Linked DNA regions of Mus musculus: regions 2, 3 and 4 are each linked to region 1. The links are chromatin contacts, called in public Hi-C and Micro-C maps. All regions are on one chromosome and are shown on one strand. The core of a region is the stretch at or near the end of the contact, and the rest is flanking DNA. Distances in the headings are between cores, read along the strand shown. Region 1 has its middle 55 kb from the start of Gm30974. Region 2 has its middle 94 kb from the start of Gm17644. Region 3 has its middle 44 kb from the start of Gm17644. Region 4 has its middle 19 kb from the start of Mir6341.

Region 1 (6,399 bases), core at 3,395-5,894:
CTCTTGATGTAGCTTTCCTACCTACCACACACAGTGATGATGGGGTGAACATGATGTTTTGAGAATGAAAGTGTCCTCCATTAGCTACTTTACACTTCTTCCAAACTTAGCCTCATTTGCAGTTGCGGTCCCAGTAATAATGCTGAAAAGTAACTTTAGGAGTAAATGACAGCACTCTGGCCACCTCCACAAGCAGCCTCATACAAAAGTCCAATAACTACCTGTTGTTCTGTAGGGCACTGAGTTCAGGATTCTAAAGTAGAAGAAAGAGAAGAGACGATAAATGGGCTAGAGGGATGGCTCAGTTAGTAAAATGCTTATTATGCAAGCAAGGGGATCCAAACTCAGTCTCTAACATCCTCATAAAAATCTGGCCTACGCTTGTGATTTCAGCACCATGGGGCTGAGGAGGTGATGTGGAGGCAGAATGGTTCCTGGGATGTGCTGGCAAGCCAGCCTAGCTGACTTGGAAACTCCCAGGTTTCAGTGAGACACTCAACACCTAAAACACAAGGTGTTCAGTTACCTGGATTAATTTCTTGTTCCCATTTGTATGCATGGACTTGTGAAAACATAGACATTCATGCACATTCGCACATATAAAGAAACAAGTTATTTTTAAAAGGATAATTCTCTATATTCATGTTTGTGTATGAATCTTTGCACAATGTCTGCAAACAGACATTGCTTAAGGAAGAAAACCAAAACTAAAAGATAGGTCCTGTCCATAATGTGTGCATGCAAAATGTGAGTTGCATACAGAGACATGGATGTGATCCGGTGAAAGGAAAGAAAGTGATTCTGAATGTAAAGTACCCTGTGTGGAGAACCAAAGGAGAGTTACCTTAAGCAAGCCATGGAAGAGGAAACAGAAATGTTAGTGCAGTGCACATAGACTGGGAGTATTTGGGTGAGAGCAGGGTGTCCTGGCTCCCTTCACTGAGTGTACAGAACAAGTTAAATGACACATCCTTCAGCTCTAAAAGAAGGGAAGTGGACAAAATAGATTCTGAAGTCCTCTCTGCCTCTAGTATCATTGTAGCTGTGGTCACAGATGGCTAAAATAATAGACAGTTGCAGTTAAAATAACAGTCAAAAGATAGCAAAGTAGTGCCTTACCTTTATATTCCAGGGAGGAAGAAAACAGCCATGACAGACAGACCCCAGCAGCATACTGGGTGGGTATATTACAAATGTTGGAAACTTAAAGATAATTGATCTTGAATGTATCCAAGTATGATGGTTCAGTATAAAATACTAGCAAAAATGAGTGAAGTTCATTTGTTCTGAATTTAATCTTCTTTTCTTCTTCTTCTTCTTCTTCTTCTTCTTCTTCTTCTTCTTCTTCTTCTTCTTCTTCTTCTTCTTCTTCTTCTTCTTCTTCATCATCATCTAGCATTCTTTTCCAGAAGGGAAAAAGAATGCATCTAAAAGAAAATGAAAGTAAATGGGACAAACTGCACATAGATGATCCTTCTCTTCAGGCACATGTTTGCAAGCCAGCTGTTTGTAATAAGGCTGGGCTTTAAGTTGATTCATTATTTTATTCACTGCTTTCCTTTTGAAAATATTTACATGAAGTAGTGTGAAAATGAATCCAGATGTAGTTGCTTCTTCAACGTTATTGGGAATGTTTGAGCAAATGGAAGATAGATCATTTGATTATAAAAATAACTCAGAATTCTTTTCATGTTTGGAAATATCTGAAACAGTGTCACGTCAAGAGTCAAAATGGAATGCAGGAGACAATTCTGGTCTTTAGAACAGTGGGCTCACGCATTGTCAGCGTCACTATTTATTGGAGATTTGTGGATCAATGTATGGTCATATAATTTAATAGCCCATGGTGGGGGTGTCACTGTCATGAGTGCCTAGCTCTCATGAGGATGCAACAACAACTCTCTTTATACTGCATAAAAAGATTATGGGACTTTACAGTAATTAAAGAGAGCATTTATTTAATTATAGCTATTTTCACAATAATTTTAGAGGAAATACTCTGCAATTACATAAACACTGAATATAATACCTTAATTTGCATAGCTTGTGGTTAAACCTATACTCTAAAATAAACCAGAACGATAATTATATATACTTTTGAAGTTAACACCTCATATTTTTACTATACATAACCATCTATCATTTTATTTGTAAATATTTTAGTATAACACTTTTTAGCCATAAATATATAGTATTTAATATATTTGAGGAATAATTACTTATATTTTCTTACCCTTTTGAAATATCTACATAATTTAATGTGGTTAATAACTTGGAAGAACATGACAGGCAACACCTTTCAAATCTTTATTGTTAAATTGTGTTTGAAGTTCAGTGTGAAATGTGCTGCTTACTGTTTGGAATTTGTGTGGCTCCAGTCCAAGGACCTGTCATTCTCTTTGAACTGTAATGGAGATACTTACACCATTTAACCACTGACATGGTTGGTTGGCTCAGCACCCATTACTAATACATCTCATACTTTACTTTCTAGAATTCATACTTTTATAACTGCAAGATCACAGAACCTTTTGGAAGTGTCTATAATATACAGGGGCTCTTCAAGAACTTGAGGAACATTTTTCACCTTAAAAATAAGAGTTCCTGGAGATAGATGTATTTTGTTGAAAATTTTGTATCTTCCAGAGTACAATATGCTAATGGATATGCATACAGAGTAGAATTTATTGTGATCAAATCATGAGAAGGTCTTCCCTTGCATCAAGCATGAGTATGTTTTATGTAAATGAACCTTTCACACTCCTGCAGTTAGATAAAAATATTTAGTGATTGCTGTAACCAAGGTTACCAGGAGCAGCCTCCACCATGTGTTTCTGCTGCTTCTGCACTCTCTTCCCATCTTGCTCTTATTTACTTTCCCCAAACTCTAGTACACTACTCCACTCTATTTGCCCATGACAAGACATCTGAGTCTTCACAAATTATTAAAAGCAAGTATTTTTTTGTCTTTTTTGATCATCTTATTTGTACATTTCAGTTTTTAAAAACCTGAATCTTTGATGCATCAACCTTCATTGCTCACACCATATGGCCAAGGGCATCACAAGCAATCTGCTAAGAACTCTGTTCTCTGAGAACTCACAAACTCTAAGCAGAAATGGGATCCTCATATCATCAAATACGTTTAAAAAGGGATATAAAGGTGTATCAAAAAGTAAGCCAGTTCAGAAAAGGACAAAACACTAAAACTGTTAAGCAGTAGACAAGAAACACAAGGGTTTACGTGTCTTTTGCTTTCTAACACTCTCTCTAGGTAAAGTTTATCTTGCTTCCTTCTTCATCAGGAAACTAGAAACATTAAAGTACTTCTATTAAGCATCTAGCCCTTCTCCTCACCTCTACATCCTTTGCTACCAACTCCACCTAACCACTGGATATTAGTGATCACATTGCCCACATCTTGATCCAAGGCAAACTCTACCACTTCTTCTGCAATAGTAGTTTTTTATAAGTCAAGCTTTGTTGTAGCTAGTATCTTGTCTTCTGAGGTTGATGCTATAAGAGTAAACTGTCACTATGTAGACCTTATTTATATCCTAAAGTCATGAGACTCCAGAGAATATGTCAAAAGTTTTTAGTAATACTAAACCAAGCCAAACTATTTTACAATCTGAAACAGTTGACAGTTAAATAATAGAAATAGTTAGTATAGATCCATTTAACTCCAATCTCAGATATAGGTATAAAATAATAGTAACACTTTAGCATTTGTGGTGCATTAACACAAACGCTAAGATTTTTACATGGAATCTCTACTACTATTTCACTATTAAAAAGGAAGAACAGAAAGACAAAGATACTTGCCCAGTTAACACAACTATCCAAATCCTTCGTTTCTTTAATTTAGCTATTTGATACTATTTTCTTTAAATTCCCATTGTAATAGCTTTCTCTGTCATTAGAGCTGAAGGTGTCAATAGGACTCAAAATATGTTGAATATTAAAACTTACACCCCAGAACATGTGTCAGCACCCCACGCCTCCAACCCCTTCTTCCTTTCTTCTCCCTTCCTGATCCACTCTTCTCTCAGAGTAAGGAAGGGATTTGTGTCTACATGGGCAGTCCAACCTGCACAGAGATGTTTGGAAGACCAGAGCTTGGTAATTATGCTTTCCTGTGTCTTCTGGAAATTATATTGGTTAATCAATGCAACTGTTCCCTAAATCCAAACTGTTATTACTGATGAACTAAATATCACAGCTTAGCATTATTAGGGGGTCTCTCCTATGTAATACGAAAGAGGATAATGCAGCTGTCCCATGGTTTTTTTTGGAATTCCACAGACCCACAAGAAGATTGGCAGAACCCCATGAGGAAACTCATTCACAAAGAAGCCCTGCATTTTTTAGATTCTTTATTGGTCATGTAAGTGAGGCTCAATCTAAACAAAGACATGTAAGAAATATAATCAGCGAAAATGAGTCAGAAAGTCTGTACTTCAATTCTAACTGTGCTCATCATCTGGCCATGGGTAGGTTAATTATCACTTTAGGCCCCAGGATCTCTCAGCAAAATTAGCTCCAGAGTGATTCAAGTATGACATTCAATAATGAGACATAGCCCAGTAGTCATGGCCGTGTGGGCATCACGCCCTAAATTCTAACAAGTTTTGCTTATTTTTTTTATAAATGAAACAAGATTTTTAAAAGCAGAGGTCTCTTAAAGGCCACTCAGAGCAGCTAAGAAACAATGTGTCATATGGTAGACATCAAAACAATGAGTCACTTTACTTAAAAGAGAAAACTGGCAAATCAATTTTTGTGCTTCATATTTATAAAGCAACTAATTAGTAGACACTTTAGAGTTTTTAATTTATTGAACAATGTACAGTCTTTCACAGAGTAGGGGGAGAATTGCTAGCCTGGAATAACGTATAATCTTTTGAGTCACTATGATTTTTTTCTTACTTTAAAGCGAAACAAGCAATGGAAAAATGAAACCTCCAAGTAATCTTACGATGGTCCCCATTGCTTCTGTTCCTTTTACAGGCATTTTTTGCCAACATTCAAGACAAGATTATCAAATTAAATTTTACTTAATAAATTGGCCAACACTGCCTCTGGCTATTGTATAAAATATTCCCTTGTTCATTATTTAGTTCTTTGGTGCTTGCTAGAAATGTTTACACCCCCCTACTCTTGTTTGTAATGAACCATAAAAGAAAAGTCTTTGCAAAAGTTATTGATGTTATGTCATTGCTGCATACATACGAAGATGGTCTACCAGCTTTGTGTGTATGGTGACAGGCATCGCTATACATTTTTATATTCTGCTGTAACAAAATGTTTTCTATGTGAGATTAAAATTGCATTATAGGAGGGCTAAAGAGAGGGCTCAGTAAGTGGTTCAGAGTTCTGGCTGCTCCAGATGACAATGGTCATATCAAGGACAGAGGAAAGTTCTACACTGCAATTACTTCAAATATTTACCACAGTCTGGCTTGGTTTGCACTGGACCTAGGATTGATTTCCATCACTCACATGGAGGCTCACAACTGTCTGAAATGCCAGGTACAGGAGATCTAATCATCTCTTCTGGGCACTTTAGGCACTGCCCGCATGTGATGCTTAGGTTCACATGCAGCCTAGCACCAACACACATAAAATAAAGTAAGTATATTTAAAAATATGTTCTGAAATAAAAGTTTGGTTGTATCTGAATACAGCTCTTTATATAATATGGAAATTATTTGAAACTCTTACTTTGAAAAAAATTGAAGTCAATTTCCCTCTCATTGAGATTGAGGCACATACAGTGATTTGTTTCCAACATATACAATAAGGCAAAAATAACTAGCATACCCAGAAACTTGGCCAGTGAAGGAGCACATTACCGAGATGAACGTGGACTCCTCTAGGAGGTCGCTACAATACCAAATGTCACACTCCCAATCAATATTTTCTCCTCAAATACTTTAGCATTCCCATGATTATGTAGCCAGGCAAGAAGGAGCAGCAGTTTTCAGGGACAGACTTCTCGAGATTTTGTTCCTCTCTTTTTTCCCCTAAGAAGGGATGTATGCAGCTCTAATACCATAGGTCTGGCTAGCTGTTGTATCATGTGTTGAGTTTCTTTTCATAACAGTCCCCACAACAACTATGCTCCAGATGACAATGGTCATATCAAGGACAGAGGAAAGTTCTACACTGCAATTACTTCAAATATTTACCACTGTCTAACTTGGTTTGCACTGGCTAAACAAGCAACATAAAAATCCTTGCTCAGCTGTGTGCTACAAAGCACAGGACTGGAGAAGTGACCCAAGCCCTTGGAGGAGCCCAAAAGATCATGAGTTGGATCCCAGACATTGGACAGTTGGAGTTTAATTTTTGCTTTTGATTGTGACTGTGCCCTGATATTTTTCCCTCTTGAAGGAA
Region 2 (6,375 bases), core at 821-3,320, 450 kb after region 1:
TAAAGAAAGGAAAAATCAGAGCTCTTCTCATGTTTCTGAGGGTTTTCATAGTGAAAGAATGCAGCATTTATCAGACGAATGTTCTGTATCTATTGAGATAACCAAATGTTTAGTGGTTTTACTGTGTGTTTATGGAATTACATAGGAGTTTTAAATGTTAAGCATCTTCATTTTCCTAGCAAACCTGTTGTGATTATATGCATTATGGTATATAGATATCTCACATGCATGCTCACAAAGAAAAATACACATATATGTATCTACATCACAATATTCATTTCCTGTGATATTCCTAAGTGGTTTTTTTTCTTATTTATTATTTTACTTGTATGGGTACTTTGCCTTCATGTATGTCTATGCACCAGGTACATACAATGCCTGCAGAAGGCAGAAGAAGGCATTGAGTTGCCTGTAACTGAAAGTTACAAATACATCTGGGCCTCGCAATGGATGCTGGGAATCAAACTTAAGTCCCCTGAAAGATCAACAATGCTCTGAACTGCTGAGCAATTGCTCCAGCATTTTCTAGCTCATAAAATGAGATGAGAAGAACTTTATCTAAATAGTATTTACTATTACCTGGAGCATGCTATAATATACAGGAACTGTTATATAAATAATATATATGTCATATATATGTATGCACACATATATACACATATACATATATACATATATGTATATACATACACATCATATATACACATATACATATATACATGTATGTATATACATGCACATCATATATGCACATATATGTATGTACATATATACATATATGCACACATACACTTATACATATATATATGCAAACATATATATATAACATATAAACACATATAATACATATATACAAAATGTAACATATGTTATATATACACGTATACGACAGATAATATAGTGTATGTGTGCACATGTGTGCATGCATAAGCATGAGATTATATGCAACTGTGTATGTATGTATCTATCTGTACTTCTGTGTGGAGATCTCAGTTTCCCCTCAAATGTCTTCGTCAATCACTCTCCACCTTACTTTTTAAGGTAAAATCTCTCCCTGAAGCTAAGCTTGGAAATTTGATGACATTAGTAACCTCTAGGCCCCAGGAATCTCCCCATTGCCTCCTCCTGATAGGAAGTGTCACTATGGCCAGCCTTTTAACACAGGTGTTGGTACTTTAATTCAGATCTAATGTTTGGGCAAAAAGCTTGTTGTTACCTGAGCCATTTCTGTAGCCTCTATGATATTTTTAACTCACAAGTCATGTGTTTACTGGTTTGCTTTTTTTAAGTTCAATATTTAGCAAGCTATTCTCCCTAGAAATTTTCCACTGCATTTAGGTTTTTTAATTATTGCATATCTGATGTTTTACTTCATTACAGTAAAATTATAATATTTTCATTTCTGTACAATTTTTAAATTAATAAATAGGAGCTAGGTGTTAAGGCAGAATTGCCATGAATTCAGTGCCAGTCTCAGATCCATGACAAATAGCAATCCAGCCTGGATTACAGATGAGACCCTGTCTGCAAAAGAAAAACAAATAAATAAATTGTACACAGTTATTACATAGAAAGTGAATATGATGCTTTTATATGTAAATCTAGTTAGACAGATATATAGACAGGCAGGCAGGCAGGTAGACAGATAAACATGGTTAAGTTTTCAAATGTGTAAAATATTTTTGATCCTATGAAAATATCATTATTCTCCTACTTATAAGCATATACATTTGAATTTTCCAAGATTATGACCCTTATTGACACATAACCTAGCTCCATAACTCTGCTCCCTTTGTCTCCCCATGGCAGAGACTCATAGGATTCAGTGAGCAAGCAAAAGAAAAGAGAGAAACCTCCAGGGTATACACGGTCTGAGTGCACTCTTCGTCATGAGGATCAAAATCGCCAAGAGTCCATGTCGCTTTAAGGAAAGATCAGCTCTCTGTAGAGGGTTGTTTCATCACTTTTTATTTCATCCTTTGAGTGACTTAATATCCCCAAAACAAATCTTGCCGCGCTGTGCTCAGAAAGTTTTCTTTCTTTCCTGAAATTTGAACCTTTCTAACCACGTAACAGTTGCTAAGCAATTTGGAATGGAGATTAGCATAGATCTGGGCAGCACAAGCAGTCCTTTGTGAGCAATAAACAGTCTACTTTTCATTTAAAAAAATTAATATCCATGTCTGTGATGCTCACTAAGACTGTTTTGAAAATAAGCTAGATCTAATCCTCTTCTTTTTAATTTCTTGGAGACTGGCACCACTTGATCTGATTATGTAATGTTAAAATTGTAAGTTTTATGAGCTGCGCACACAGCCTGGCAGTATTAAAGCATCCAGCAATTAATAAAGTACCCCTGACTCTGTCCCTTTTTAAATTTTTTTTATTTGTTTGTGTATAGGGGGCTGTTGGTATCAGCTCAGAGGACAATTTTCAGAAGGTCCAGGATCCAATCCAGGTTGTCAGTTTGACAGCAAGGACATTTCTCACCTGCAGGACCATGTCACCCAAGCTTCTACCTGTTGAAGGAGGTTCCAAGGTCAGGTAGACCAGGAAACCTTGAAGTAGAAATTAAGTTCTGTTACCTGAGACTTTTGAAAGTCAGTCTAATTGGTTTGTTTTCTTATAAATCAGCTCCCTGTTTGTTTCACAGAACCTTATACTTCCCACCAAGAATCTTCAGTTAAGACCAGGATTACCAGTCCCAGGAAAGCTTTCTCTAGACCATCATGTTCACTGTATACAAATCTACAGGATGGGTTCTCGGGCTCAAATTTACCAAAGGAAAGTTCCTGATGACCTCAGCTCCATGTCTAGGAGTGGAACAAGGTGAACAGCCTCCAGTGTCTTTCCCGGGATTACCTGCCTAGCATTCCATGAATTCCTCTCACGGCACTCACCCTGTGAATTCTCAAGCTTACCACAGTTTTCCACCTTAGCAACAAGCTTTTCTCTTTAGAAATATTTCTAGGCCTGGCCTAGCATAACCCCCCCCCCCCCCCCGGACACATCACTTGAGCTGTGGAACTTCAGTAACCACCAAGAAAAACTCATTCCTTCTAAGATGCAGACTGAGAGCTAAGAACACAGAGGGAAAAAAGGATTATTCCAAAGTGAGTTGCTAAAGACACCGTGGCTAGTATTTCACACGAACGCATACTGACATCACTGGAGTAGGTATAGATACTAAAATACCACACTTGGACAGTTGAGATCCTGCGACCAGTAATGGCTCTTCGTGCCTGTACTGACTACATTTTGTCAACATGACAAACCTAGTCATGCCAGGGGAAGGGAACCATAAATTGAGGACTTCCCCCCATCTGACTGGTGTATGGGCGTGTCTGTAGAGCATTTTATACATTACTATTAATTGATGTAGGTGAGTGGGACCATTGTGGGTGGTGGCAAGCCTGGGTAGCAAGGCACCTGGCTTGTCTATGAAAGATAGCTGAGCAAGCCAGGGGAAGCAAACCAGTATTTCTTCTTGGTTTCTGTTTACAACTCTTGCCTGGTGCTCCCGCTTTGGTTTCCCTCCTTGACAGCCTGTAAAGTGTGGGGTGTCATGACATAGAACCTTCTCTCCCCAGGTTGGTTTTTCCCAGAGTTTTATCACAGCAACAGAAAGACAAACTGGAACATGGAACAAGCCTGGCAACCTGAGTTTGATTCCCAGAACCCACAAAGGTAGAAGGAGAGAACTGACTCCACAAAGCTGTTACGTGGCCTCCACATATATGCACAAACACATGCACACACCATGTAAAACAGGCCTGCATGCAATGATTGATTAATTAGTAACCTTAAAATAAGTATCTTTTCAAACTTTGGGATTAAGCAGCTCAGCAGGATTTATGGAGCATAGGTTCTATAGATGACACTGGCCAGTTCTTGGGAAGAATATAAAATTCATATCCCAATAAGCTCATCACCTATTAAAGTGGTATAAGATATTCTATAATCACATTTTAAAGTACAGTGTGAGATTAGGAAGATATCTTAGAAGTGAGGTACCTTGCAAAGGCCCTGAATTTGACCCTCATTCTCTAGTAATTAATTAGAATTATTCTGGAGTCTACCACAAACTTACAACAAGAAAATGACATATACTTCTATACACTTTACAGCTCCTAGATTGTTGGGAGTTATTAAGACAACACAATTGTCCTGATTTCTGAATTGGGCCTCTCCCCCCAAGAAGAAAAGGGGGGGTCAAAAGCAGGTCACCGACATACCGCTCTGAGAACAACCACAGATTGTTCCAGCCCTAAGTCAGTGCCGGATGTCCTGACCACACCCTAATACCACCAAGTTCCTGCTTTCCTGTGTAGTCGCCCAAAGAGAAATTTCTGCTGCCCCATCCCTCCTGCTGAGAAGTACTTCCTCTTTTTCCTATCCCCATCACTCCTACTGAGAAGTGCTTCCTCCTTTGCTGTGTATTTCCACTGCCCCATTTCTCCTGCTGAGAAGTACTTCACCTTTTGTTTGTGCATTTAAGCCTTGAGCCTTGCTAATACAGTGACACCTTGATGCTAATCAGACTGTTTACATGTCGTTTCTCACACTTGGTATCCATCTAAGAACCCCATTTGGTTCTTAGGAGAAGGTCCCCTCGAGACCCTCAAATAACTGGACCTGCTGGACGGGTCACTAGATTTCAAACTTCCACCTTGAGGGAGAAGAGGGGATTAAATTGCTCCTAAAATAAATCACAAGCAAATGAAGTCATAGTAGCATCAGTGACCAGCTAACAGCCAAGGAGCAATATACAGGATCTTTCAGAAGGAACGGTGACCACAGGCTGGTCGGGCCACTGCTAAACATAGTATGATACCACTTGTTCAAACACACAAGTAAGGGATGCTAAAGCATGATTCTTTCACCTTTCTTCCACATTCTCTATTTTGACTAATAGTAGTGTGAAGTTGTTGTTGTTGTTGTTTAGAGACATAGTCTCATTATGTAGCCTTGAATTATGTAGCCTTGACTGACCTAGCACTCACTAGGTAGACCAGGCTGGCCTCAAACCCACGGAGATCTACCTACCTCTGACTCCCACATGAATGGATTAAAGGTGTCCAACACCACAACAGGTTGACAATGGAATGTCTACTTCTTAATAATGTTCTAGAGGCGTTTTCCTGAGGATCTAAATTAATTCACCAAATCCAGATGTTTACAAAGTGCTTTTGCATTCCTTTCATGGGAGGCAGAAGCAGGGAGGTAACTAGCTCCTGACTGTCTAGCTTAATGAGTTTGATGAGCTTCAGAACAATGAGAGACCCTACCTCAAAACAAATAAAAAGGATTTCAATTTTCTAGTTGTTTTTATGTTTGGATTAATGTCCCTAGTTTCAATTAGAAGTATAAGAATTGATTTTGTCTATTTATATTTGTCTTTCTGGAAACAAAAAAGTATGAAGTGCACTTTCCAATACCCTTTTCAAAGGGGAACACTTTGTCTTAATGCTTCTTATCATAAAAGAATGTAGGGTTTGTCAAATATCTTTACATTGCTCTTTGAGGAAACTGTAAGTGTTTGTCATTTATTAGATACCATGATTACATTATACTATGTTTTTTCTGATATTAAATAAACCTCCAATTCAAAAAAAATAATGTTCTAGAGGATATCATTATCATAGAAAAGTTAAACTCTAAAATAATTACCAAGTTTATATTGTACAATGCCAAAAAACCCCAAGTAAAATATTTGAGCTCATGATCAGTCTCACTAAAAATTACCCAATTGGCAAATTTATAATTTGTTCAGAGCAGTAAAAATAGGCCATAGTCATTTTAATGGACAGGTGATGGATGCATCCATGCAATACCTAAGATATTCTCTCTACATTTTTTCCTAAACCATTATAAGAATTTTAATTTTTCCCACTAGAATTATCAGTATGTTAGGAATGAGCCTTTACACAGGTTTCATTATAATGAAAACTGGTCCTTTTTAAGTTTTTTACCAAACTTCTAATTGCAGCAGTGTTGTTTGAGAAGAAAAAGGAGAGAAAGAAGTATAAATGGGAGGGGAGGAGAGGGAATGGGATAGGGAAGGAAGGGGAGGGGAGAGGAAGGGATGAGATGGAAGGGGAGGGGGCACTAAAACACTCAGAATTAAGAAGAAAAAAATATTAAATCAAGTGTTGTATAATCACGTAATGAATGAATTACCAAACAGCCATTCCCCAAAACAACAAACAGAGACCATGATTATATGGTTTGCATTATTTTTATGAAATACAAGTAGATCCACCATCCAGCCATCTCTGTGCATATGTATATAGGCTAAGGACATGTATATGTATATAACTAAAATGACAACTGCGTTTAACTCTAGGATGCAAAATTTATTATAACTGTTTCTTT
Region 3 (6,336 bases), core at 2,260-4,759, 510 kb after region 1:
ATGCTTAATAAAGTCACTCATACACAACTAAAAAGCATGATTATTATTCTCCAGACCATACAGAACACCTCACAAAAAAACCAAAAACGTCTAGCACCAATAGCTATCTTAACATCACCCTAGAACATCCATGTTCCTGGTACTTGGTTATATAACTAGAAAAACTATATATAGCTCAGCACACATAACATATTCTTAACATCCTCCACTTAGACTGAACAATTTTGGCTCCTTTTGCTACCCATAATGTCACACCCCAGTAACTAGAAGAGCACCCAAGTCTGTTCCTTAAAGTAATATATGTCTTATGACATTGTGAGACATGATTCCTGCTGCTTCTTGTCATCCAAAGGAGGAGAGAGTTGGAGAGCGCTCAACAGTTTATAGAAAGCTTTATTTAGAAGGGAAATAATTTTTTCCTTTTGTGTTGTGGATGAGTGAACTACTTAAAAATGTCTAGGATTTGGAAAGGATTCCCAAACTTTTTGACAAAACACCAGACATAAGGGAGTTAAAGATATTCCGTTACAGGTGTCCAGTACAGTATAAAAACAAACACTATGGCTCTGGACTTGCGTTTGCTGCCCTTTAAAGGGACAGTGTTAGCTGGCAATTCTGTGTAACCCCTCCAAAGCTCTTCCTCTGTGTGACTTGTAGGTTTCTTAGTCATAATGATGTCACCACATATTTTCGCTCTAAATTCTCAAACTCACAAGCAATATTAAACCATAAGATTTTCTCACTCCACCCAAGAAGAAACTATGATTCAGCTCACTTGTTAAAAAAAATTATTTTGTTCAGGTTTTACCCTACTCAGTGTCTCAGTGTCTCTGTTATTACATTTTTCTCCGGAAACGCAAGGAGCTCCTCAGAGTCCCAAGACTTTTGTTTTTCCACAAAACATTCAATGACAGACTTGGTTTTTACATTCTTATAGGATTTGATCTTGTTTTGTCTTTTCTGTGATTAAACTTACAGTAAATGTAAAACCTGGAACTCTGACGTGACGCCCACCTACGGCACTGCCAGACCAGCACCCTACTCTCTAACTGTTGAGCAACTCCAACTTCAGGGACCATGAGGAATGTAGACATAAGCCTGCCCGACCACTAAATACTTACAGTTGATTGGTCCAGAAGGAGACACCTGACCCCAAAGCAGCTAATCAAATTACTTCCACTGGGCATTTTGAAATGACTCGAACACTGAGGATTTCTCTTTCTCAAGTAGTAGATACACACAGTGATACATTCCAGCACACCTCGGTTTTTAGTGAGCTTGTTCCCTGCTCCATAGAGGAACATCAGAGCCTAAAACTAGGTGAAGGGGGGGGCGGGGGGGGGGGAGGAAGTAGAGAAGGAGGAGGGGGAGGAGGAGAAGGGGAGGACAAGAGAAGAAAGGGAAAAAAGAAAAGACTAGAAAGACAATAAAAGACTAAGTATTCGGGTCTCTGGCTCCTGTTGCTCCCAAAACAAGGTATTTCTTCATCCACCTTGAGATTTTAGCCTTTGGTAAAGGCTCCTTCCTGGTGCAAACACTTCATAATGGCTTGTCACTCACTATGCATACTCAGTAATGTTTGGGGCCAATTCCTAAATGTATGTTTTAAAATCTGAAAACTGATCAAAACAGAAACTGAATTCTCTACAATGGTGTGCATTTTCATCTACATATTAGTGAAAGGAAAGGTTATGGACAAATTCCAGAATTTTCCAGTATTCTAGTTCCTTTTACCCCTACCTTCAAAATTCTGCATCTTACAATAATGACCAAGAACTCGACAGTCAGCTGTATTTTCTGTTTTCCCAGAGCTGCCAGGCACATAAGAGGAGATTAAACCCATTCCCAAGCATGTCCCCTCCTGGCAGTACAAACTCAGAAGTCACAGCTTTAATGATACACCTAATGGCAGTCTGGTGTTAGATTGAAACATTAATTTAAGTGCAGAAAGTACCTGCTCAAAATTCAGGCTTTTAAATTGGTTTAAACCATCAGCTGTACATTGCCTGTTTCTACCCAAAATATTTCTATTTATTTTCCCCTGCCCAACAATTTATATTGACAGATGTCTTGACCTAATGAAAAGCTGTAAAGACTCTGACAATAAAACTCTATCTAACCTTCATACCAACCCAGAAATTGTAAGCACTATAGCACATTCTGAGCACTGAGTGCCGAGAGAATGTTGACAGAGATTTCAGAAAGAATTGCTGAAATCATGGCCCTTTAAGTATTTTGTCCTGTCTGTGTGAAGACTCAAGGTAGATTCTTTCAACTTGTTGTTCCTGTCTTGGCCTCGGCAGTGTCAAGGGTCTGGACCGCTTGTCTCAGAGGGTGTCCTACAGTTGTCTGATCTCTTCCTTGGGGTGAAATACAGGTTGAGCAGTGAAAGCCGTACTGTCTTGGTGCTCCTGTGTGATACTGCTTTCAAGAGGATCTATTCCAAGCCACTACGGTGATGTATCTGATGCCTTGGTGAATGTAGCTTCTGTCAGCTCTCCCATTTAAAGGCCTACTCACTTCTTTGTAATTAATGCGTGCTTTTAAGCTCAACTGCTTATCATTGTTTGAACCAAACGATATACTTGTGCCTGTAAACAGCAATTTTCCCATTCTGGTCCACATTTAATTAGCTGGGATTTTTCCTGAAGCACTTTGTATCCTTCCCTTTCCCCTTAGCTTTTGTTATTGCTATATCAGTATTGATAGACAGATCCCCTTTAACTAGCTGACTCATTTGATGCTCGACTTGGGCCAGCTTGGGTCAGTGCATGCTCCTGAAAGCTCATGCTGTGCCCCTTCAACATACCCATGCTCTTCTTACAAGATGTGTGGTGTTCACCTTAATGGCTTCATCTGCAACTTGGAACCAGCTTCGGTTTTGGTCTTGGTGCCGGAAGGGGGGGGGGGGGCGGGAGGGGGCTCCACCAGGAAGGATGTTAAAGGCTAAGGTGGCTTTGCTGAAAGTGCTCATCTTTTCTTGACCATTCTTGCTTTAAGGCCTTGCAGCAGGGCAGGCTATAAAGTGGATTTTTTTGAATGAAAATTCAACTTACACCTCTTGAAACTCCTGTCCAGATTTTTCTTCATTCCACCACACATGTATAGCTCCGTTTGTCCCGCTTCTCTTATATTGTGGAACAGTTTCCTCAGAGATTGAAATAGTTCACCCTGGAGGGAAACTCTTTAAACAGAAAGAAGATAAACTACTCAAAATAGCTTCAGGATGTCCCTGAAGCAGACCAGATTCACTAGGCCCTGCCAGAGCAAGCAATAAAAGCTAAGAGTCCTTCTCAGAGCAGATAAGCTTCAAAGAACACTCTTGAGACCAGACCAGCTGTCTGGAAAAAGCAGAAACCAGCCAAACTGCCTGGAAGTGGTTTTAGAGCCACTGAGTCACTTGAAAAGGATGCTTTCCAACCAGATGAGCCGCCTTCAGGATGTGCAACATGCTCCAGGTTTCCAGCTGCTGTGAGAAGTCACCAGCGCTAGGGTGGGTTTAAGTGATGCGGCTGTCTCTGAGTCATATCTGCTACTGTAAGAAACTCCTCAATTCTTGTAAGTAACCACAACGAAACTCACTGACTAACCAAGTTGGACTTTACTGGTGTCTGAAAGACTCTAGCTAGTCCAGACATGGCAAACATGGCTCTGGCAGGCCTTGTTCTTCTCCCCCATTTCCTCTGACTTGCTAAAAACCATTAGGCTGCATTCATAAAGGTGGCCACCAAGGTCTATTCCATGATTTGGCCATTTCCTCCTTCTGAGGCTGACTACCAAGGCCCAGCTATCAAAGTACTGAAGTCAAGCAATAAAAAGCACCCTTTATCTCACCTAATTAACATGCCCAATTAAAATTAAACAACTCATCCTTACACAGGGTTTCCCCCTTCACCTTTATGAACCACCATTTTCCTGTGTGTCTCCTTTCTATCCAGAGGCAGTCCCACACTCTGGGACAAATGCCCCTGCCCCATCTCCCTTGTTTCCTTCCCCTTCTTCCTCAGTCTCTATCTCCTGTCTTGGTCTCTTATTCCCTGCCCTCTGTTCCTCTGGGTCAAATACGATTTGTGCTGAGAACTTAGTCTGAGATCCTGAGCCATACCCATCTCTTACAATATCTATACTTTGGTCTGTTATGGGTTTCCTATCTGAACTAAGTAGACATATGGTTTCACCTCCCAGAAAAAGTTTTGTCACACAACAATTTCCTATTGCTGTAATAAAGACCACAGCCAAGCATCATGTGCAGTGGCACACAGCTTTAATCCCAGCATGTGGGAGGCAGAGACAGGTGTATCTCTGTGAGTTCAAGGCCAGCCTAGTCTATTTAGTGAGTTCTAGGACAGCCAGAACAAGATATTGAAACTCTATTTCAGAAAAAAAAAGGCAAAAAAAAGGGGGGGGGGAGTTTATGTGGCTTATACTTCTATTATCACTGAGAGAAGTCAGGGCAGGAACTCAAGGCAGAAATGTGGAGGCAGGAGCTGGCACATAGGCTACAGGGGAGTGCAGCTTATTGGCTTGTTCCTCATGATTTGCTGAGATTGCTCAGCTTGCTTTCAAATAGCACCCTGTGCTGTGCACTGTGGGGCAGCATTACCTATATCAATGGTTAACCAAGAAAATGTCCAAAGACTTAACATACTTTTCAATTCTTCTCTTATAATTTTCCCATCTAGCAAGAAAAAGTCAAGGAGGGCACTGTGCATCCTACGTAATCATGGCATCACTTGAAGATGTAATTAGTCTCAGTTACATACCACAACTTCCTAATTCTTTTAGTTTGTATCTGTGTGAGGTCAGCATACACATGTCCATCAGAGGACATCCATGAGACATCAGTCCTTACCTTGTTCTTTGTTTCAGACAGGATCTTTTCTGTTTTATCAATGAATATACCAGGAGAGCACACAGGATTCTCTAGCGTCTGTGTTCCCTCTCACCATGGGATCACAAAGTTTTCAGAGGGCACCACTATGCCCACTTTGACACAGGTTGTGGGCATTCAAATCATGTCTTCAAACTTCCACAAGAGCTTATCTCTCTGAAACATCTCTCCAGTCCCTTATCCTTAAATTCTTAATTTTTAACCTATCATTCTTCTAGCTAAATTAAACATTTACGCAGCTCTTTAAGGGAACTCTATGTTTTTTGAGAATGGGACATATCCGTGATTTTTTTTTTTGGAGGGAGGGGGCATGTTTTAGTTCTGAAATTTTAAATCTCATTATCCTCTTACTGAATTTATTCTAGATATCTTACAATTATATTTATAATGTTGGGGAATAAAGTGTTATAGTATTCCCTTTTGGGCTAAAGTATAAATCAGCATGCCTATTTTGGAAAGGGCCATTTTGCTAAAGTATCTCATAACTCAATACGTTTTTGTTTTGTTTTGTTTTTTGTATTAGATATTTTCTTCATTTACATTTCTAATGCTATCCCCTTTCCTAGTTTCCTCTCGAAAAGTCTCCAATACCCTCTCCCTGCCCTGCTCCCTAACCCACCCACTCCTGCTTCCTGGCCCTGGCATTCCCCTGTACTGGGGCATGTAAAGTTTGCTAGACCAAGGGCCTCTTCTCCCATTGATGGCTGACTAGGCCATCCTCTGCTACATATGCAACTAGAGACACAGCTCTGGGGGTACTGGTTAGTTCATATTGTTGTTCCACCTCTAGGGTTGCAGACCCCTTTAGCTCCTTGGGTACTTTCTCTAGCTCCTTCATTGAGGGCCCTGTTCCATCCAATAGATGACTGTGAGCCTCCACTTATGTATTTGCCAGGCACTGGCATAGCCTCAGAAGAGATAGTTATATCAGGGTCCTGTCAGCAAAATCTTCCTGGCATATGCAAAAGTGTCCCCATTCTAAAAAAGAACAAAGTATCCACAATTTGATCTTCCTTCTTCTTGAGTTTCATGTGTTTTGCAAATTGTATCTTGGGTATTCTAAGTTTCTGGGCTAATATCCACTTATCACTGAGTACATATCATGTGTGCTCTTTTGCGACTGGATTACCTAACTCAGGATGATATCCTCCAGATCCATCCATCTGCCTAAGAATTTCATAAATTCATTGTTTTAAATAGCTGAGTAGTACTCCATTGTGTAAATGTACCACATTTTCTGTATCCATTCCTCTGTTAAGGGACATCTGTGTTCTTTCTAGCTTCTGGCTATTATAAATTAGGCTGCTATGAACATAGTGGAGCATGTGTCCTTATTACAAGTTAGAACATTTTCTGGGTATATGTTCTGGAGAGGTATTGCTGGATCTTCTGGTAGTACTATGTCCAGTTTTCTGAGGAACTGCCAGACTGGCTATACCAGCTTT
Region 4 (6,652 bases), core at 1,237-3,736, 290 kb after region 1:
TTCCTTGGCTTATGTTAAAACTATATTTTGCTGAGGCTATCATGGGGTTTCAGCTGGCCAAAATTTTGATTTCTCCCTCTACTTTGAAACAGTGTGAGCCATTTCTTTAATGAAAGGACAAAAAAAAAAAAAGAAGAAGAAGAAAGAAAAAGAAAAAGGAAAGAAAAGTCCTCACACTTGTCTCTTGGGGGCAGGGGTGGAATCCAAGCATTGCTGATAATGATGTACATGGGTAATTCATTTAACTCTTTCCACAAATCACTCATGCACTTTTCATATTGTCATGTAGGTGAGCCAGGCAGCATTTGTTAACTACCTACTGTTGAGAAAACACATCATTAAGAGCTGTGTGGATACAGCAGTATTGGTGAACTAGTCACTGCCCTCAAAAAAACACATGATCACAGTCCATACAAGATTGATATTTGCTTTTAGGGGAGAAGCAATATATCTCTACAGAATCTCTTATGAGGCTGGGTATCATTCTAGAATTCTCAAGGAAATGCTTTGTCCAAATGAAAACTCTAGGATTGCTATGAAACTCATAATAGATATTAAATTACTGCCCCGGGATAGATGTAAGATGAGCTGAGATCAACTGAACACTCAATGGTGAGCTGAGTTTGTCTGCTAGGGCTTGGCAAAATGTTTAATTTGATGAAGGGGAGGGGTAGATCAGGAGTATTCACTGACGACAAAAGTTGGAAATAACTTGTTTCTGCATTTGGCAGCCTGAGCTGTGCGATTCTCCTCTCAGGACCTATTCCTACAGGAAGCCTCATGTTTGGAAACACAAAAAAAATTTTATGTTTTGCTTAAAATCAAAACCACTGATGAGGCAGCTTCAAGTCTTTCTTTCTCATCATTTTCTACAATTAAAAAGATGTAAAACTCATGAAATTCTCGTTTTTCTGTTTTTGTAGACTGTGCATCTTTTCCATCTTTCCAGACTGTATCTTTTGCTTAAGTTGTAGGTTAGTTAAAGGCTGGCTGCCAATTTTAATAGCAACATACACTGGTGGTGCCCCGTACTGATCAAAATGACAAATAGTCTAGATCTTTTGCAGCCATTTGTCTAAGTATTGTGGAGCAGAGTCCCATCACAGGTCTTGTATTGGTGCTCTTATGAGCTAAATCAACTGTGATAATCTCTCTCAAAGTAGTTCTGTATGGGAATCTGTGTCTCCACCAAAGTCCTGCAATTCTACCACTCAAAACAAGAGCTATCACCACACTAGTGAAAACAAGTAGTTAACACACACTGCATTGATTTGGCCTTTTAAAAAAAGAAGTTTTTTTTCACGTTGAAATAATCTTAAATCTGCAAGAGAATAGCAAGGATGGTCCAGAAATATCTCAGCTGCCCTTCAGCCATCATCCCTAACATTATCACTCTGTTTAATCAAAGAATTCCCAAAGCAAGAAATGGATGTGGATGCATTCCTAGTAAATGAACTAGAGAACTTATTCATATTTCATCAATTTTTCCCACTTATGTTCTTTTCCTTTCCCAAGATCAGATCTAAGATCTTACTTGACATTTGGGTCACTTTCCCTTAGTCCCAAACCTAGTTCTTTGGATGGCGGGAAAGGCGTCTTACGGGCAGTTCTGGTTCCGAATTGATTTCACTGATGCCATGGAAAATCTAGGCTTGTTCTTTTCCCATGAAGAAAGCTGTTATTTCTACGTTCAGTTTGCTGTCCATTTTTAATCTCATCTAACATTCTTGAGATTTTGGAAGGTAACTTGATTGTACTAATTGAAATCTCTTATTTTCCTTTTGACCTCTTAAAAATTGCCATTACCTGAGAACCTCAACTCATGATAAGCAAAGGAAGTTTCTGGAAAGAACAGATTTTTATATTCTGAACCTGTGCCAGGAAAGAGTTTTAGGATGTTTGGTGGGTGTGTACTGAACTGATGTGGGTCCTGGGAAAGTAGTTCTTATCAGGAGGAAACACAGATCTACCCAGCCCTATGATTGCTCATTCGTGTACTGTCAGGAAAAGTGAGCTAAGGACTTTGGCTTATTGCTGGGCATAGACCCCCTGCACACAGGATTTTTCCACCTTAAACTTTGAGGAGATTATCATCTCAGGAGTCATGTGTGCAGAGTCAGGTCTTGGGCACATTTAAGCAATGCCACCAGAGGCTGCCAAAAAACGCACACTGACACTAAGTGATTGGATCCTGTAACAGTTGGTATGTTCAGGCCAACACACACCTCAACCTTCTGTATGCCAGGTTTTTGTGGATAACCCCTGAGCAGATGTGTCTGCTGAGATATTTAGCCTGGCTAGTAATTGGTAACTCCTGAAAGCCTCCTCCTGCAGGGGAAAGTTTGCAAGGTAGATCTTTCTTTCCCTCCTACTGTTTAAGCAATGCAGACTGTCAAATTATACATAGCAGATGGATTATAGTGTGTCCTTTTAGTGACAGGAAAAGCTGTTTCAACATCCTGGCAAAGACAGTGTTGACGTCAAGATAAGATTCCATTGCTTTTCAGTTCTCTTGAGGAAAAGTCTACTTACTTGGTCTGGTGCAACAAGTCACTACAAAAGCTTTCAGTTGTTCCGTGCTGTAATGAAATGACTGGTTATTTCATTAAACCACTCTACCAGGAGTGCTTACAAGCATTTTATAATTACATGTGCGGCTCTGCTAAACTGGTTTGTCTTGGTGGTATATAGGAAATTACAAGTTGCATAAAATTTGTCTATAAGTCATATTGGCATTGTTGGGAAAATGTTCTGTGGATTTAAAATAAGCGAAGGACAGCCGTCTCCCTCTCTTCACTAGTGCCATTAAGGAAACTGAAGTCTTACATTTCCTGTGCCTTTTTTTTTTCTTTAATTTTTATGCCCTCATGTCTTTCCTTGTTCTCTCCCCATGGCTGTTGTCTTTTCTCTATCTTTGTTCTTTCTGGAGATAGCTTTGATTTCTCCCTCATCAGTCATTCTTCAAGGAGTCTCTGACCTGGCTGCAGCTCGACTAGATAAGCTTCAAAGGACTGTCACTAAACTCTGCTATCTGCCGAACAAATAAATGAAAGAAGAATCATATATATATATATGGAAGCTCTTACATTTTCTCAGCCTCTACTGGATTTTTTCCTTTAATCAATTCTGATTTGGGGGGAAAAAGTACTTTCAAAGTGATAAGAATAGTCATTAGAATACAGCTCCCTCTGTTTTATAACCCAGAATTTAATCTCTTACTGTCCTTCAGGAACTTCAGTTGTTTCTTTGTTCTTCAAATAGCTAGTGAGTCACACCGATCTTCTGTTGAATGTGCCTTCCATCTACCTCTTATTTGCCTTTATTTCTACCAGAACCCTGGGACTGCTCTTTTCCAGGCCTCCAGGCCTTGGCAATTACTCAGTGGTTTGGCCTGTCCTGGTCTTTTCCTAACCCCTGCTCTCCTCTGCTAAAATTACATCTGAAACTCATGCTTTCATATTGAAAGTTACCTGTCCCAAATCATATATCTTTTCAGGAACCTTAGCATGGAATTTATCTACAGGGCTAATTAGAGCAGACACAGACTCTACTGACTTTTAAGTTAGAGACATAGTTCCCTGAGCTCAGTCAGCCCCTTGGGCTCCTCTCCCTCACCTCCTCCTTCCCACTTGGAGCCTCAGCTTCTCTAATTCTGTTGTGTTCCCCGAGTTTCATTTCAAAATCTGCAAGGAACTTCTGAGATCTACATTGTCATCTCTTCAGAAATCTTTAAGCCTGCTCCTTCCCAAAGCTTAATAAAAGCCATTCATTTCTTACAAAGTTGAACTTAGTACCTTCACAGAAAATTAATGAGCAGCCCTGTTAACATTACTCCTACAAACATGTAATATCATTTAAAAGACTTCTTAGTATTGTGTCTCATTCCACAGATGCCTCATCCCCCAAGATGTAATTATTGTAGTTTATTTACTGTGATATAGATGTGATAGTGAACTGAGACCTTGAGAGTACCCTTCTTTATGATGTTGCCAAACAATTTCCAGAAAAGTCTTTATTACAGAGGCCATCTCATTCCTCCTGGCTGTTTAGCCACTTTCTTAAGCACTTCCAGTTAAGGACTGATAATATTCTGACTACACATTCCCCTTGCATTCATGTCTACCAATACCCCACATGCCACCCCTAGCAATAGGCTTTCAATTTGTGTTGTATGCCTTGCTTTCCTGCTACTATGCTGTCATTACCACCTCTATGTTTTAGCTTTCCACCCAGAAATTTACATTTTAAATCTCAGAAATCTACCCAGGCCCCCTTAAAAACCTGCTCATTGTAGCCCATTCTGGTTGACTAAATACTCTCTAAATATTCTCTAAATACTCCCAGTGAAGCTTATCCTCCATGAATGGTGATATGAAGGTGGAAACTTTGGGACAATTCTGCCATGGGAGCTCCACCACCATGAAGGAATCAATGCCATTGCTGTTAGAGCAGGCTAGTTAATCTCACTGTGTGGAACTCTCCAGTATATTATATCACAGCCGGAAGACTCTCATCAGATTCAGATCTTTGGTTTGAAGCTTCCAAGCCCCTACAATGGAAAAAAAAATTATATAAATTATTCAGCCTCTGGGATTGTTTTAACAGGAAAAATATAAATACAACAAAGTACCAGAAAGTCTTACATGTGTTGTCACTTATGACATTACTACCTATGCATTCCACTACATTATTATTTGAATTTATTATTGTTCACATATCTGTATATATTTCTGTCATATATAACTTATTTCTTGGGCTGGAGAGATGGCTCGGCCATTAAGAGCACTGACTGCTCTTCCAGAGGTCCTGAGTTCAATTCCCAGCAACCACATGGTGGCTCACAGCCATCTGTAATGAGATCATATGTGTGATCTGGTACGTCTGAAGACAGCCAACAGTGTACTCACATAAAATAACTCATTTCTCAAGCATACCATGAAATTCAAAGAGCTGAAAATCTAAGTCAGTGTTGCTTAACTCCTTGATCTTAGTCACAATCATTTATGAGAGGAAATAAAATTAGGGATTCCAAACTTTTTGAGGTTCAGAAAGAAAATCCTTTCAGAAATCAATAATTACAGATAGTGCTGTGGATAAAGTGATTTTTGCTCAACCATGAGACCCTGACCCTGAGCTCAGATTGCCAGTACGCTTGAAGACAACTGAGTATAAAAGTACTAACCTATATTCACAGAACATCATAGGATGATCCATGGAGCTTGTTGACCAGACAGCCCAGCAGGATTAGCAAGTTACAAGTACCTTGAAAAGTCCTGATTATAAACAAGATATAAAAAGAGTGTTAAGGAAAAACATTCAACCTCAACTTCTGTCTTATACACGTTTACATCTGCACACACACATGCAATATAGAATTTCTTCTGTGACGCATATGAAGCACAGCAATGAGCAGCATAGCATGATGAGTAGTGGCACCTATAACCAACAGCTCTCAAATTGATCGTAAGACACCCATCAACAGGAAGGAAATCAAGCATGGTACTAGAAACCTAGGGCTGGAGAAGTCATGGATCCTGGAGGAGAACCTACAACTGCCACTTAACTAAACCAGCATAATCCCTAACTGCAGTCAAAATATTTGTCCTTATGCCCACCAGTAGGCGTAGTTCTCACCCTCCATCAGTGAATCTTCTTTTGCCACATATGAGAATCATTACAGAAAAAGCACCACTTAAATGCAGTGAACAGGAAATTGTGTGTTCCCTAGTTCCAATTGACACATCTACAACGTAATTCCTGTACCTGAGACTCAAGATTTGGGAAGAGGGTGGAAAACTTCTTTCTATATTACAGCTATAATGTAATACATTGTATATTTCCAAAGCATTAGATATTTGATACGTTGGAACAATAACTTGTTGAATACTTGACATACTACAAATAACGGGGCAGGAAGAGATGGGCATCTAGGGACTTTCTCCCTGCTTCCTCTATTGAACCACAGTTCTGATTTTTTTTCCCACATTTCCCTTTCCAGTCAGTACTCAGAGACTTGAGATCAATGGAAACTTAACATTTGCTACTAAGTGGAGTGCCATTGCCCAATAGTTTTCCAAATGTCCACGCCCAAGACCACTTCAGAAATCAGAGACGCTGTGTGTGGATAAAGGTAGTAAGTGAAGAAGTAACCACACTACATAGAAAAGGATCAAGTTTAATTAATAGTTAATTAATTAATTAATTTCAACATAAGGTTTCTCTAAATAGCCCTGGCTGTCCTGAAACTTCCTCTGTAGACCAGTCTAGACCTGCACTCACAGATCTGCCTGACTCTGCCTCAGTGCTGGGATTAAAGGTGTGTGCCACCACTACCCTCATACTCTCTTAAGTACTTAAACCCCACAATATCACTGGCTCAACCCATCTGCTGATGAGAGTTCCTGTGCTCTTGTGTTCGAGTATGCTAGTTGCCTTATTTTGAACATCACAGCACCTGTACTCCTGAGAATGGTTTTGTGCATGTCACAAAGCATAGATGCTTGCCATTAGAGACTTCTGTTCCTCCATTAAGAGCCCGCATGTGTTAGGAACAAGAGTGCATTAATTACCAGTGAATGTACAAAACATCACTGTTGCTGACATCTTAATTAGCTCATTAATTATACTTTTAATTATCCATTGTCCATAATCT

Evidence for each region. Hi-C and Micro-C count contacts between places; a contact is called where the count stands out from the background.
Region 2: a Hi-C map of muscle stem cells shows a contact between it and region 1, with 2.5 times the contacts expected there. The contact joins two enhancer-like sites.
Region 3: a Micro-C map of muscle stem cells shows a contact between it and region 1, with 3 times the contacts expected there. The contact joins two enhancer-like sites. A contact is called at or near these places in 3 of 484 Hi-C or Micro-C datasets (cortical neurons and muscle stem cells).
Region 4: a Hi-C map of muscle stem cells shows a contact between it and region 1, with 2.3 times the contacts expected there. The contact joins two enhancer-like sites. A contact is called at or near these places in 4 of 484 Hi-C or Micro-C datasets (cortical neurons, granulosa cells and muscle stem cells).

Annotation. Positions count from the first base shown.
Region 1 is chr1:12,112,852-12,119,250 of GRCm38.p6, forward strand. No RefSeq gene overlaps it. Among named protein-coding and RNA genes, the nearest start is that of Gm30974, 55 kb to the left of the region's middle. Within about 2 kb of position 4,645, at least 6 of the 459 cell types and tissues checked have an H3K27ac peak or open chromatin away from gene starts, as enhancers often do. A contact at or near this core is called in muscle stem cells, where this site is marked.
Region 2 is chr1:12,570,106-12,576,480 of GRCm38.p6, forward strand. No RefSeq gene overlaps it. Among named protein-coding and RNA genes, the nearest start is that of Gm17644, 94 kb to the right of the region's middle. Within about 2 kb of position 2,071, at least 23 of the 459 cell types and tissues checked have an H3K27ac peak or open chromatin away from gene starts, as enhancers often do. A contact at or near this core is called in muscle stem cells, where this site is marked.
Region 3 is chr1:12,619,927-12,626,262 of GRCm38.p6, forward strand. No RefSeq gene overlaps it. Among named protein-coding and RNA genes, the nearest start is that of Gm17644, 44 kb to the right of the region's middle. Within about 2 kb of position 3,510, at least 26 of the 459 cell types and tissues checked have an H3K27ac peak or open chromatin away from gene starts, as enhancers often do. A contact at or near this core is called in muscle stem cells, where this site is marked.
Region 4 is chr1:12,403,620-12,410,271 of GRCm38.p6, forward strand. No RefSeq gene overlaps it. Among named protein-coding and RNA genes, the nearest start is that of Mir6341, 19 kb to the right of the region's middle. Within about 2 kb of position 2,487, at least 15 of the 459 cell types and tissues checked have an H3K27ac peak or open chromatin away from gene starts, as enhancers often do. A contact at or near this core is called in muscle stem cells, where this site is marked.